Linked DNA regions of Mus musculus: region 2 is linked to region 1. The links are chromatin contacts, called in public HiChIP or PLAC-seq maps. All regions are on one chromosome and are shown on one strand. The core of a region is the stretch at or near the end of the contact, and the rest is flanking DNA. Distances in the headings are between cores, read along the strand shown. Region 1 overlaps Ptk7 (PTK7 protein tyrosine kinase 7). Region 2 holds the start of Pex6 (peroxisomal biogenesis factor 6).

Region 1 (7,250 bases), core at 2,370-4,869:
TTAAAACACTTTTTTTTTTAAGTTTTTAATTATTTAATGAATTAGTTTAGTTTGTTAATTGTCATAGATAAGGTTTTACTATATAGTTTTAGCAGTCCTGGAACTCACTGTCCAGCCCGGTCTAACCTTGAACGTTCATTCTGCCTCGGCTTTCCAAGTCCTGTGATTATAGGTGTGCATCCGCACCCATGCACCTGACCTTTTTGGCTTTTTCGTCTTTGGAGACGGTCTCATTATGCAGAGCAGACTGCCCTCCAACTCCAGGGACCCACCTGCCTCTGCTTCCCCAGGTGCTGGGATTTAAGACATGGATCACCAAGCTCAGAGTATATGTGGGTTTTTATTGTTTTATTTTTTTATCCTTATGTGTACGGGTGTTTTGCTCGAAGGTGTGTCTGGGCATGGTGGGAGTGTAGTGCCTGCAGAGGCCAGTGAAGGCATCAGATCCAGGGGACTGGGGATACGGAAGCTAGAGAAGGTTGTGAGACGCCATGCAGTGCTGTGGATGCTAAGGGTCCAACCTGAGACCTGGAAGGACAGCCTTTGCCTGTAACTGCTCTGCCATCTCTCCAGCTCCCTTCCCCCACCTTTTGTCTTTTTGAAGCAAGATCTCACTGTTTAGCCCTGGCTGAGAGGTGGAGCGAGCGAGCTGTCCTTGTAGACCAGGCTGTTCTCAAACATAGATCTGGCTGCCTCCGTCTCCTGAGTTTCTAGGATTGAAGTGTGCTACCATACTCAGCGCTTAACATGATTTGTAATTTAACATTATTAAGCATTTCTCCTTTGTCTTTATTGTACATAATATCAGTCTCAACTATAGTAATAACAATCTCAGAATTGAATTCATTCTCATTTACTTGAGTATTCTCTGAGTGTTAGAGACTTGGATTTTTGCCCCTCCTTATTGCTCTATGGATTCCAGTCCCAGCGGTAATGGGCTTTATTTTTCTGGATTGATTTCCTTTGGCAAAGAATCCCAGAAGTGGATGTGTGTGTGTAATATTTTATGTTATATATATAATATTTACATACAATATGTAACATATTAATACATACTATATAATTACAAGTATATAATATATCATATTGTTTATTTAAATAACTACGTAATATGTAAGTAATATAAAATAAATATATAAACAATATAAAGTAGATGTATATCGATAAAATGGCATGAACATTTTTATAACCATGTATATGAGCCGCCAAATTGTTCTTACAAGGCTGGACCGGTTTCACATTTGCACCAGCCACGGGAGTGAGGGGGGTGGGGTTGTGGCATCGGTAGAGGGCTCCTTCGATCAGATCTCGAATCTTTCTGGAAGAAGTGGGGTCCTGGTGGATCTAGGCTCAGGAGGGAGGAGTAAGGAGCCGTGAGGTGAGGACGAGGCCGACAGCGGCCTGGTCAGATGTCTCGTTTAGCACAAGTGAAATGTTCTGGAGCTGTAAAAGAGGGAAGCCTGAAAAAGTGGAGAAGAAGTAAATAACAGGGGGCTTTGGACCACGCCTGTGAGTAACAGGGGGCTTTGGACCGCGCCTGTGAGTAGGAGGGTCCAGGGCTTGTTTGGGGTAGAGACGAGTAACCCGAAGGCCTTCTCAGCCATTCCCGTCATTCTAGCCCGTGACACGATTGTGATTTCTTCTATCTCTGCAGATGGAAGTAGCCTCCCTGAATGGGTGACAGACAATGCTGGAACCCTACACTTTGCCCGAGTGACCCGAGATGATGCTGGCAACTACACTTGCATTGCATCCAACGAGCCACAGGGCCAGATCCGCGCTCATGTCCAGCTGACGGTGGCAGGTGCGACTGCGGCAGATCCCCGGGAGCTGGCGTTGACAGGGCCTGGGGGTAACAACCTACCTTCCGACAGCTCCGTTGCTCACTACTTCCCAATCCTCCCTGGTCTCTTCCTGTGCAGTTTTCATCACCTTCAAAGTGGAACCTGAGCGTACAACTGTGTACCAGGGCCACACAGCGCTGCTGCGGTGTGAGGCTCAGGGCGACCCCAAGCCTCTCATTCAGTGGAAAGGCAAAGACCGGATCCTGGACCCTACCAAGCTGGGACCCAGGTAGGGCTTGCCTCCCTTCCACACAGACTTCACCTTTCCTCGGATGCTAGCTCCTTGGGGGCTGGCCAAGTGACCATCACTGTGGCTTCTCTCACGACAGGATGCACATCTTCCAGAACGGTTCCCTGGTGATCCATGACGTGGCCCCTGAGGACTCAGGCTCCTACACCTGCATCGCTGGCAACAGCTGTAACATCAGGCACACAGAGGCCCCGCTCTTAGTCGTGGGTATGGGCCTGGGAAGGGCGCCCTCTAGGGGAGAGGGTAGAATCCTTTCTCATCTCACAGGTACTGACATCCTGAACAGAGAAGACATTTCAACGGGACTGCTTGCTGGACTGTCATTCACCTGGCATTCCACAGCCGAGCTGTGTGTATTTGGGCCGCTTAAGGACGTTCAGCTCTCTCTAATGCCTCGCTCTCTTGTTTACTTATACAGAGACCAGGTTTTAGGCTCACAGTCTCAGAACCTTCAGCCTTGTTGCTCAGGCCTCGTTGCTCTGGGTCTGTGGCACCATAGTATGTGGTGGCAGAGAGCATGTGTGTCAGAAGACATCTTGTTTCTCATGTGTTGAGTGGGAAGCAAAAAGAGAGGAATGGCTATGCCTCAGTTTCCCCTTGAAGGGCAGCTCCCCATGCCCTAGCTCTCTTCCACTTAGTCCCATCTTCTGAAGGTCTCACTGCTTCCCAGTTGCAGCATAGGCTGGGGACTAAGCCTTCAACACGTGGACCTTTGGGAGGGAAGCCCACAAGATCCAAGTTTAAGGATGGATGGCGTAGAGGTTGAGAGCACTTCCTGTTCTTTCAGAGGACCCAAGTTCTGTTTGTAGCATCAGGTGGCTCACAACTGCCTGTGCCTCCAGCTCTAGGTGACCCAAGGTCTCTAGCCTCTGATAGCACTTGAGCACTCAAAGGTATATACATACATATAGACACACAAATACACACAGGCACAAACCCACCACATAGACACACAAACACACACAGGCACAAACCCACACATAGATACACAAACACACACAGGCACAAACCCACACACATACACATAAATAAAAGTAATTATTTTGTTGTTTTTTTGGGGGGTTTGTTTTTGTTTTTGTTTTTTTTTTTTTGAGACAGGGTTTTTCTATGTAGCCCTGGCTGTCCTGGAACTCACTCTGTAGACCAGGCTGGCCTTGAACTCAGAAATCCGCCTGCCTCTGCCTCCCAAGTGCTGGATAAAAGTAATTTAAAAAAATAAAAGGGTTGAAATTTATAAGCCAGGCATGGTAATTCATTCTTGTAATGCTGGATCTTGGATTCTGAGACAGGAGGATTATCATGAGATCAAGCCCTGAGACCGAGATAGGATTGTCATGACTTCAAGGCTAGTCAGGGTTAGATAGTGAATTCCAAGATAGCCTGGGCTACGGAGTGAGACATTATCTCAAACAAAAGAAAAGAATCAAAAGCTTGGAACTATTGCAAGTGGAGAGGAGACCGGGTCAGAATGCAGGAGGCCCAGAGATGATGACAGGTTTAACAGCCATAGGCCACACCTGCCCTAGTGATCTCTGTCCCTTTGAGAAGTTGTCACTGTGGCTACAGAAGAGAGAGGTTAAAGGGGAAGAAAGTTCACAAACTTTCCCACAAACATCTCCATTCTGCAGAATTGGTTTCCTAGTAACATATCTCATAGAAAATGGAGTGTGGGACCTCTTGCTTGAAGCCATTGACGCTCACCGAGTGACTCATGGGACCTCTGTCTTCTGAGTCATTGGAAGCCCGTAGACTAGCAATGCAGGAACTCACTCTGAGCTGAGTCTTAGCTGGGATGTTAAGCCAGAAGCTTCCCCGTATCCTCTCCAGGGTTAGTTCACAGGACCGAGTCAGCCAGAGAAGGAAGGGATACGCCCTGGGTCTTCATGCCACGTGGGGGCCTTCAAGGGTCTAGAAGTTGTCATATATCTGGGCTAGAGACTTGAGGGCTAGTTTGCTTGAGTCGCCCCTGTCCTGACCTCTCCGTGTGTCTCTTAGACAAGCCAGTGATGGAAGACTCGGAGGGCCCAGGCAGCCCTCCCCCATACAAGATGATCCAGACCATCGGGCTGTCGGTGGGCGCAGCGGTAGCCTACATCATCGCGGTCCTGGGCCTCATGTTCTACTGCAAGAAGCGGTGTAAAGCCAAGCGGCTGCAGAAACAGCCTGAGGGGGAGGAGCCAGAGATGGAGTGCCTCAATGGTGGGTCCCCCTGTAGCGGGAGGTGGACCGGTCTGGGTACAGAGCACCCTCCCGTGCCAGCTGTGGATTTGAGGGCTGGAGCTGAGGCTACCTCTCCTCTGGCTGCAAACCTAGAGTTGCTCCATTCTCAGGGCCTTGGCTTCTCAACGGCTTGGCTCGGGACTCCCTCATCAGTCAAGCCTCTTGGGTCAGCCTTCCCTCCCACCGGGAAAGCACAGATAAATTTGGCATGCGTCTACATGTGTCTATTACACGTCTTTTCAGTTGTCAGCCTCCAGGGACAATATCTGTCCATCTTTTCCCTCATCCCTCTCATCACTAGGTGCTCTCTGAGGGCATTGCTGGGTCTCCACTCAGTTTAGGCGGTCGGGAACAGTGTGTGGTGATTTCCCCTTTGTATGCAAGGGGTCCAGCGATTTGATTAGAGTCCCACACCAAGCTCATTTCATGCCTCCTAATCGTCTGCACCGATAAATGGTCACACTCAGGGTCTGCAGCCAGCCCCTAAGCCCCACCAGGTTATCTGTGGGGATAGCTGTTTTATGTGTGATTGGACTCAAGTTGGCAGGAAGCAAGGTGATAGTGGTGGTGTGAGGGACAGACAGACAATATAACACACCACAGGACGTGGGGACTGAGCTCTTTACAGTGTGCAGGTTATCGGTCTTAGGTTATCCCCTGACCCCTTGTTCCCAGGTGGGCCTTTGCAGAATGGTCAGCCATCAGCCGAGATCCAGGAAGAAGTGGCGTTGACCAGCTTGGGCTCTGGCCCCCCAGCCACCAACAAGCGCCACAGCGCCGGTGATAGGATGCATTTCCCGAGAGCCAGCCTGCAGCCTATCACCACTCTGGGTATGCCGCCTTGCCTACAGCTGCCCCAACTTTGCTGCAGGACACTGGTTTTTAAGTCTGGGTAATGGGCTGAGGTGGTTCCGATTTAGTAAATACTAAATTTACTTACTTACGTATATGAATGAGTACTCTGTCTGCATGCTTGTCTGTACACCAGAAGAGGGCATCAGATTCCATTATAGATGGCTATGAATCACCAAGTGGTGGCTGGGAATTGAACTCAGAACCTCTGGAAGAGCGGCCAACGCTCTTAACCTCTGAACCAGCGTTCTAACCCCCAAGTATTGTTTACTTGGTACTCCTGAAAATGATTCTTTTTAAAAACAAACAAACAAACAAACAAACCTAAATTCGCTTTTTTTCCTAGGGGAAAAAAATTGAGAAATTATAGATTTGTTCTGAGGGTGTTTTTGTTTTTAAGTATAGCAAAACTTGGGGGTGGGTGGGTATGGGGGACTTTTGGTATAGCATTGGAAATGTAAATGAGCTAAATACCTAATAAAAAATGGAAAAAAAAAAGTATAGCAAAACTTTTGGGGTGGAGCAATGAGTCACCTGCCTAATGGCTTGGGCACAGTGAGGGCTTGTGCTCTAAGAAAGGCCACGGTGGCTGCATCTCTCTCACTCAGTGGCTTCTTTTGCCAACGCGGTTCTATACCCACCAGGGAAAAGCGAGTTCGGGGAGGTGTTCCTGGCAAAGGCGCAGGGCGTAGAGGAAGGCGCGACGGAGACCCTGGTCCTCGTGAAGAGCCTGCAGAGCAGGGACGAGCAACAACAGCTGGACTTCCGGAGAGAGGTGGAGATGTTCGGGAAGTTGAACCATGCCAACGTGGTGCGGCTTCTGGGGCTGTGCCGGGAGGCTGAGCCCCACTACATGGTGCTGGAGTATGTGGACCTGGTATGTCTTGGGGTGCCCGCCCGTGGGAAGGGGGCCAGAACTGGGGCACCACAGGGGTCTTGGCTTCTGCTGGTCGCAGACAGAGCTTGCCTCCTCCTACTTGCATAATCTGCCTCCCGGCCCTCCCTAACAGCCCTGCCTTTACCTGTATTCCACTCCTCCCGTCTTTCTGGAGGTCAATCTTAAGTTCTGGGGCTTCTTTGTACCCTGCCTGGATGCCCTTTGGGTCCTGCCAACTGGTTTTCTTTGCTTTGTTCCTTCTTTCTGCCTCAAGACTTGCCACTACTTGAGAACAAGCTTGTCTGAACCTGGCTGGCCTTCTCTCTTCCCTTCCAATCTCCTCTCCCTTCCTTTTTCTTTCCTTCCTACCTCCTCCCCTCCTCCCAATCCTCTCTCTCTCCCTCCCTTCTTTTATCTCCTTTCGCTTCCCCCTCTCCTCTCCTTACCCGGTTTCTCTCCTGGCTCAGGTGTCAGCCTGATCACCAGCCTGTCCACCAAGTTATCATTCCTGTGGTCAGCCGTGTTTCTGCCTTCCCCATTTTTGCTAGGTTTTGGTCTTCTTGGTCTTTACACAGCTGCTGTGTGTGGAGCATCAGGGAAGGGATGTTCTCAGCCTTCTTGTGAGCATTGTGTGTTTTTCTGCTAGGATGGTGTGTGTGTGTGTGTGTGTGTGTGTGTGTGTGTGTGTGTGTGTGTATGTGTGTATGTGTGTGTCTGGGTCCACATTCAGGTCAGGGCTTGTCACTGTCTCCCAGCAGGGACTCTGCAAGCACGGGCAGACGCTTCAGAACCCATAGCTGGGCTATTCACTAACAGAGGTGTTTGGCCCTTCCCTCAGGGAGATCTCAAACAGTTCCTGAGGATTTCCAAGAACAAGGATGAAAAGTTGAAGTCACAGCCCCTCAGCACCAAACAGAAGGTAAGATCAAGGTTGGGGGAGGGATCCCCCAGAGTAGGCCGCAAGCAAAGACACACACTTGAGAGCCAGGCCTTATGGAAGTACGTCACCTGTGTTTGCTGGCACAGCAGTCCCCTGAAGTGGGTTCCTGTCCCTGTTTCATAGACCAAGAAACTGAGGCTTTGGGAGATTAAGTGGCTCATTCCAGCTCTGTAGCCTGCAAGTAGCTTGACGTCATCACGCTGGCGTCACGGAGGAGGCAGCTGCTCCAGCCTTGTCGTAACTGTTGAAGCTTCAGTGAGAGCAAGC
Region 2 (7,250 bases), core at 2,740-5,239, 140 kb before region 1:
CACTGCGCACCAACAGGAACCAAGCTCTGGATGTTGACAAGATGAGGCAGGCATTCGTGGCAGGTGTCTCTCTTGGCATAGGACACAGGATGAGGTAGAGACCCTGCAAATCATAGCCGCCAACATTGGGTTACTGATCTGTCAACTGAGCTCTAATGTAACACCAGGGGGCACAGTCTTCCTGTGGAGTCCCTGACACTCTAGAGGGTTCCCTTTTCCTTAATAAATCTTTTGTTGGGGAAGAGGTTTCAAGACAGGGTTTCTCTCTGGAGTCCTGGCTGCCCAGGAACTTGTTCTGTAGACCAGGCTGGCCTCGAACTCACAAAGATCCATCTGCCTCTGCCTCCCGAGTGCTGGGACTAAAGGCGTGCTCCACCACGCCCTGCTGCCAAAGTAGTCTTAAGTTTGCCTCCCAAGTTTGGGTTGGCCTTGAACTCACCATGAAGCCAAAGCTGTCTTTGAACTCACGATCTTCCTATCTCTGGCACCCAAGTGTTACAATTACAGTTTCCACCGCCATGCCCAGCTTGTGTGTTGGGGATTGAACCACCAGGGCCTCCTGTCAAGCAAGCCAAGCACTCCACACTTAGCTGTCATCTCCAGCTCCATTGAAATGTTGCTTACTCAATGTTATGTGTGTGTGTGTGTGTGTGTGCGTATGATAGGAGTCAAAGACAGTCGCCCACCCCCATCCTCCACACTAGGCAATACTCCACCACGACCCATAACCCAGTCACAGGCAGTGACTCTTAACCTGTCTTTGATTATGATCATTTGGGAATCAGAAAGTCTCTAGCAATAATGAAATATCCTTTGGCACAGGATTATTATATACAGCTTGTGGAGGGAAGACTACGGGACTGCACTCAGGTGAGGAGGCGGCGGTGGCATGGCACTCTGGTGAGGAGGTGGCGGCATACCTGGGCAGTCTCTCCAGGCTTCCTTCCAGGATCTCAACTTGCCCAGCTGTTGACACACACAACACATCCCCTTCCTGGACCACCCTGCAACACACACAACTCAGTCAGCTCAGTGTGTGCTCCTGACACATCTGGGCCTCCTTCCAGTAAGAAGGCCCACAGCCCACAGCTTCCCAGACAACGTTCTAGGGGACAATTTAGACTTAGACCACACTGGGCCAAGAGTGAGACCAGAGACCAGACCTGGAGAGGACCCCTGGCTCTCCTGTTGTTCTCTTTGACCAAACGGTCCTTTTTTTTTTTTTTTTTTCCTTAGAATGTCCCAATTCACCTCAGGCTTACTCCAAGGTTCCCTGCCACAGTGGTGCCTATAATGAGACTTCTCTTAAGCCAGTAGCTCTTGGGTGTCTGGATCTGAGACATGGGATGGGAGGAGAGGGTCAAGGTGAGGTGTTTTCTTCCGTTCGGCTGACCTGGGTGTCTGAAAGTGCCGGTACAGGACATGGTCATAATTTCCATTAGCACTGTAGTGAGGCGAGGACAGAATCTCAATGTGTAACTCTCGAGCAAACGGAGGCCCGGGCAGTGGTGAACAGCTTCCTTTGTTCTCTGGGGCGATGGAGCCTTCCAAATACCTCTAATGGAGAAAACAGTTGCCAGCTTACAACCTCCAAGCAGTCAGGTTTTACACTCGTAGCAGCCAGTACCCACATCCACCTTTTGTCTTTCCCTTAGCAAGGCTGGTGACCCAGGACGGCCAAACTGCAGAGCTCTGCTACCCTTAGGAAACCAAAAGCCCTCCTAATGTGAACCAACTCTTGACTCTGGTTCCAGAGCCGCCTGTAAAGACGGCTTTCTGGCTTTGATCCTTGTCATCCCACAGCCAGTGAGGTACTAAGAAATGTACTTCTCTGATTTCTGTTTTCCTACTGAGACAGTTTCATGTAGCCCAGATTGGCAGCTATGTTGATGGGAATACTCGAGTCCCAAATCCTCCTGTCTCCCCCACCCAAGTGTTGGGATTACAGGCATGTAGCACCACACCCTGCCTCTACAGGTTCTCTGAAGGACAGCAGGTAGCTACTGAGTTGACACCAAGTGGTCTCTGGTGAAGACATGGCTCTGGCTGTGGGAAAAGGCTATATAGTTTTGTTGTCTCAGTCCAGAGCTCAGGCTGACCTTCAACCCACTGATTTTCGTGCATCAGCTTCTCAAAAACTACAGACAGGAGCCACCACAGCCAGCTTCAGATATGTCCTGACACCACTAACGGGCTGGTCAGCTGACTGTCCTCCACTGTACTTCTGTTAGAAGGAGACCACTCTCATCTGGACATCTTAGTGGACAGGGTTGGTCTGTCTGCTCTGGGTGCTGGGCCACACACTAGGTCCATCTCAGTGTTAACTAGTCACTCAACTAACTCTGATGGACTGTCTTTGTTTCTACCTATGGCCATTGGGCACCCGAGAGAGGTTAAATCAACTTCAGATCTGGTGTTAACTAGTTAATTTTACGTGGCTACTGGCTTCCTTTCAAGCCAGCACCAGCCTAAATCATATACTTCTATGCTTAGAAACTAAACTGTAGACCCCGCCTCTCCCAAGCACAATTGTATTTTTAAAAGGCAGAAATCAAACACTTCAAGAACTTCTCTTAAATGTATTTAATAAGACATATCAAGTTATGTACAATATATGACTGAGGCCTAGACAGTGTGTGTGTAATCATATAAATAAGATATATACCCTAACAAGGCTCAAAAGGCTACAAGAGGAAGAAATGATGTTAAGGTTGTGGTTATAAAATCATGAAAGGATTTATGCGAGTGTCACGTTTAGGTCGGAAATGACAGTTGCTTTATCAGATAAAGTTAGAACAAGAAGTCAGTCAAGGAAAAAGCAAGAGGTACCAGGATAGCATTCTAACGTAGCAACGCAGTTACAGACTAGGGGTACGCAGAGCTGGTACTTGGCAGGGAACCTCATGTTTCACCTGAACACGTGAAAGACAGTTTGATAAGAGAAAATGAGTATACAAGACTAAGAGACCTTAAGTGAAAGGTCTAATTGTAAGGCACAGGGGACCTGAATTCTACAGATTTAGCCTTCCAACTCAGTAAAGACAGGGAAGAGAGCAAAAGTTAAAGGAAGCATTCCTGACCTGAATTCTGAGCTCTCCCACTTCCAGGGGGTCACAGCCGAGATTAAAAGCCAGAGTGGCGGGCAGAAACACCAGTCCGTCAGCGAGTGGCTCTCCCGGCTGCTGCCCGGAGTTGGGTCCCAGTCTCTCAGACAGCTCCCAGCGCGGTTCTAGAACCTGGACTTGAGCCAAGCGCGGCTGCGAGGAGTTGGGTAACTCTGCGACCTGGGCCACCCAGACCCATTCGCCCTGGAAGAGTCCGAGACTCCGGAGACAGCTCCGGCTCACACCCAGCGCATCTCCAGTCCCTCCCAGAACCCCTCGGAGTCGCCGGACCGAGTGGGAAGCTGCAAAGGACGACACTACGGGCGGGGGCGGGGGATGGCTGTGATCCCGACTCTCCTGGCCCAGTTTGGCCCGCCCGCGGAGCTCAGTCACGGCCAGCCGTGTCCCCGGGCCCAGCAACCCCTGCAGGGCCGGTCGCGTCTCCAACACTCGCGATCCGGGCACGGGGAGGGTCTCCCCGCGGCGCACCAACAGCGGCCCGACTCGAGGCCCTAGCCCGGGTCCCGGAGCCGTGGCAAGCAACGCCCAGCCCAGGGCCGGGGGACGCCGCACAAGCCGCGCTCGTACTCGCGCCCCGGGCCCCAGCGCTAGGACCCGCAGCAGCGCGCGGCTCACCAGCAGCGGCGGAGGCCCCGGCCCGCGCTGCTCGCCCTGGGCGCCGGACCCTTCCACGGCCGCCACGAGCAGCGCGGGCTTCGCGGGACTCTCGCTCGCCGGCCGCAGTGCCAGCACCAGCCCCAGCCCCGTCGCTGGCCACGGGCCCCCGGGAGGCAACAGCACCGCCAACGGTGGTGTCTCCGTCGGGAAGGGGTCCAGGACGCGCAGGACAGCCAACGCCATGGCGAAGGAGAAGGAAACCACTCCACTTCCGGAAATAGGGGGCGGAAAAAGTCCGGGGCAAGAGAGGCGTTTCCGCTTCCGGTAGGAAAGTGGGCGGGGTGCCGATGGCCAAGTCGGCCCCTGAGAAGATGCACAGGGGTGGGGGGGAGCCTGGCTTGACGACCGCCTCCGTTGTTGTCGACGCACGCGCCCTTTGAAACTCAGTGGAGGAGCATTTTTACAATTCTGTAGGGCAAGTAGCGTCCTCTCGACCTTCATGCCCCATAACTTGAACTCAGTATTTAACTGACCAAGAGTAATCGGTGTGGGCCAGGCGGTGGTGGCGCACGCCTTTAATCCCAGCACTTGGGAGGCAGAGGCAGGTGGATTTCTGAGTTTAAGGCCAGCCTGTCTACAGAGTGAGTTCCAGGACAGCCAGTACTACACAGAGAAACCCTGTCTCGAAAAACAAAACAAAACAAACAAACAAAAAAGAATAATTGGTGTGAAAAGAAGGATGGGGTTTGGGGAGATGGCTTAGTGGTTAAGAGCACCGACTGCTCTTCCAAAGGTTCTGAGTTCAAATCCTAGGAACCACATAGCGGCTCACAACCATCCGTAATGAGATCTGATGCCCTCTTCTGGGGTGTCTGAAGACAGCTACAGTGTACGGACTTACATAAAATAAATAAATCTTTAAAAACAAAGAAAAGTGGAAAAAGTCCATTTTCCTGAGGATGTCTTAGTTTGTCCTGCTCAGCTGTAGGCACAGCGTCTTGAGGGTTACCGGGAACGTTGTAAGGGGGATGGTGGGATAAAACTGCCCCAGCCATGCTTATGCCAATCTATTTATGCAGCGGCTGCTGGCTGAATTAATGCATGGGATTCATGTAGCCCTGTTGCTTGGTGTTGCCACACTTCTCCCAACACACCCTCCTTAAAGCTCATGTTCCAGTGCCTTGGGTCCTTCACGTTCTCTGTCCTACTCCGATCTAACTTGAAGCTTGAACAGTTTACCTAATTCTAGGAGAGCTATAGGAGAGAAGGCGACAGAGAAGGAAAGGGTTGAAGGCTTCTGTGATGGGAACTGAGCCAATAGCCTTAGTTACTTAGATTTCGTCTTTGTCTTTACTCTTTCTTTTTTATGATTTATTTATTTAAAATTTGTACGTGCACTGCTGTTTTGTCTGTACGTATGTCTATGTGAGGGTGTCAGATCCCCTGGAACTGGAGTTATAGACACTTGTGAGTGACAGGTGGGTACTGGGAATAAAACCTGGGCCTGCTGGTAGAGCAGTTAGTGCTCTTAACAGCTGAGCCATCTCTCCAACTGCCCCCCTCCAGAAGTCTCCTTTGTAATTAACAGATACAGGTTTTTGTGAAATACATTTAATCAATATATTGGATTGTGGCTATTCCCCTTTTCTGGACCTTGTATTTTTTTTCCAGTTACTGTCAGACTGTCTCCTTTACAGTCGAACCTTTTGAGATAGTCTTCTATTTTGTATAGTATACATTCTGGAACAATTTGGACATCAGATATCAGAAAGTTTGAGTATTGACTACATGTATTAAGGTATCTTTATCCCCAGAAGATGAGAAAATATTTAGATTTCTGATTTTAGCTCCTGGAAATACCTTAGGTCATGAACCTGAAATTGGCCTGGAGATGTAGTTCAGTTGGTAGGGTGCTTGTCTGGCATGCTGTTGCCCTGAGTTTGATCTCAAGCACTTTATAAAGCCAAGTGTGGTTGGTTTGATAGACTCCTGTCTTCCTAGCAACAAGGTAGGTAGAGGCAACAGCTACGTGGTAAATTTGGAGCCAGCCTAGGATACATGAGAACTTGTCTCAATGGAATTGTCCAATCTTTTTGTTGTATTTCGTCTTTTTGTACATGCGTGTGTTCGTGTGTATTTGTGTAATTGCACATACGTGATAAAACTTTTCCTGGGGAGATTCAACACAAGTTTTCCCACCCCAGATAGGGATCCCAGGGCAGACCAAAACATAAATACCAGCCTGGTCTACAGAATGAGTTCCAGGACAGCCAGGGCTACACAGAGAAACCCAGTCTCAAAAAACCAAAAAATAATCAACCAAACCAAAAAAAAAAACAAAAAACAAAAAACAAAACCAAAAAAACATAAAGACCAACTAAGTCCAACTTGATGAACCAATGCACTTTATTGGAGTTAATTATAGAAATGTGGGTGAGGGGTCACTCACAGGAGCAGAAATGACTCAAAGCTGCATTAGCAAAGCCCACCCCAGTGTGGGTGACAGCTCACAAAGCTTGGAACCTGGAGCACACTGCACATCTGCAGGCAGCTCAACAGTTGAACAGTGTCCTTTCCAGGTGCCTCCTCTGGTCTATAACCCTCTACTAGGCATCTGCTCTGGTCTGGGAGTCTTCTTGGCAGCTTGGCTCCACTTCTCAGCTCTTACTGCTTACTCTGATAGGAAGGGGCCTAGTGAATCTAGTCAGTTTCAGGGACTTCCTGAAGCTATTGTGAGTGCTTTCCTTTCTGCTTAATGAACTTCCTGCAAGATGGAATGTTTTAACCTGAGAGGAAACCATTAGAAAATACAGGTTTCTCCAGGCATGGTGGCACAAGCCTTTTATCCCAGTACTCAAAAGGCAGCAGATCTCTGCGAGTTCAAAGCCAATCTGATCTACAAATTGAGTCCACTACAGCCAGGGCTTGTTACACAGAGAAACTCTTGTCTCAAAAAAACAAACCAAAACCCCAAAGGGTTCCTTTGAAATTGCTCTCCACATTATCTTTTTGAGGTAAGGCTTCTCACTATTGTTGGCATCAGGACCTCGGGAAAACCTGTGACATCACATAGGGGACCTACAGACCTGTTGCTAAGACAACGGCCACCATATTCCCAGAATCCATTTGGCTCACCTCCCACCTTTACCTATGTTATGTCATTATCCATATATATAAGCAGAATGCCCCTCCCTCCCTCTCTTCCTCCCCTCCTTGCCCCTCTCTCCCAATAAACCTTTTTTTAAAAAAGATTTATTTATTTATTATATGTAAATACACTGTAGCTGTCTTCAAACACTCCAGAAGAGAGCGCCAGATCTCATTACAGATGGTTGTGAACCACTATGTGGTTGCTGGGATTTGAACTCAGGACCTTTGGAGGAGTAGTCAGTGCTCTTAACTACTTAGTCATTTCTCCAGCCCCCAATAATCCTTTTACACTTGGAACTCTTTTGGCCTAGTGTGCTGTGTTCAGACACGAGCCGCTATTCTAACATGTCAACTATAACCTAGAGTTAACTCATTTGG

Evidence for each region. HiChIP or PLAC-seq counts read pairs in DNA pulled down with a chosen protein or histone mark.
Region 2: an H3K4me3 HiChIP or PLAC-seq map of bone marrow-derived macrophages shows a contact between it and region 1, with 2.6 times the contacts expected there. The contact joins the promoter of Pex6 here to the enhancer-like site in region 1. A contact is called at or near these places in 9 of 39 promoter capture datasets (the 3T3-L1 cell line, the HPC-7 cell line, HPC-7-derived erythroid cells and 5 more), 1 of 15 datasets of contacts at CTCF or cohesin (large pre-B cells), 11 of 484 Hi-C or Micro-C datasets (the HPC-7 cell line, LSK cells, cranial neural crest and 6 more), 8 of 115 datasets of contacts at active chromatin or transcription factors (the HPC-7 cell line, bone marrow-derived macrophages, embryonic stem cells and 1 more) and 5 of 9 other capture datasets (adipose tissue, embryonic stem cells, liver and 2 more).

What each region holds. Positions count from the first base shown.
Region 1 is chr17:46,571,315-46,578,564 of GRCm38.p6, reverse strand. Ptk7 (PTK7 protein tyrosine kinase 7) reads left to right here. Exons shown (of 20, transcript NM_175168.4): 11 at 1,655-1,804; 12 at 1,923-2,073; 13 at 2,174-2,301; 14 at 4,090-4,293; 15 at 4,990-5,145; 16 at 5,811-6,043; 17 at 6,882-6,962. Among named protein-coding and RNA genes, the nearest start is that of Srf, 19 kb to the right of the region's middle. Within about 2 kb of position 3,619, at least 11 of the 459 cell types and tissues checked have an H3K27ac peak or open chromatin away from gene starts, as enhancers often do. A contact at or near this core is called in bone marrow-derived macrophages and trophoblast stem cells, where this site is marked.
Region 2 is chr17:46,708,215-46,715,464 of GRCm38.p6, reverse strand. Pex6 (peroxisomal biogenesis factor 6) reads right to left here and starts at 3,989. Exons shown (of 17, transcript NM_145488.2): 1 at 3,081-3,989; 2 at 1,394-1,557; 3 at 921-1,004. The coding sequence starts at 3,965. It overlaps Gm52314 (a long non-coding RNA gene), which reads right to left. Exons shown (of 2, transcript XR_003952400.1): 2 at 6,111-7,250.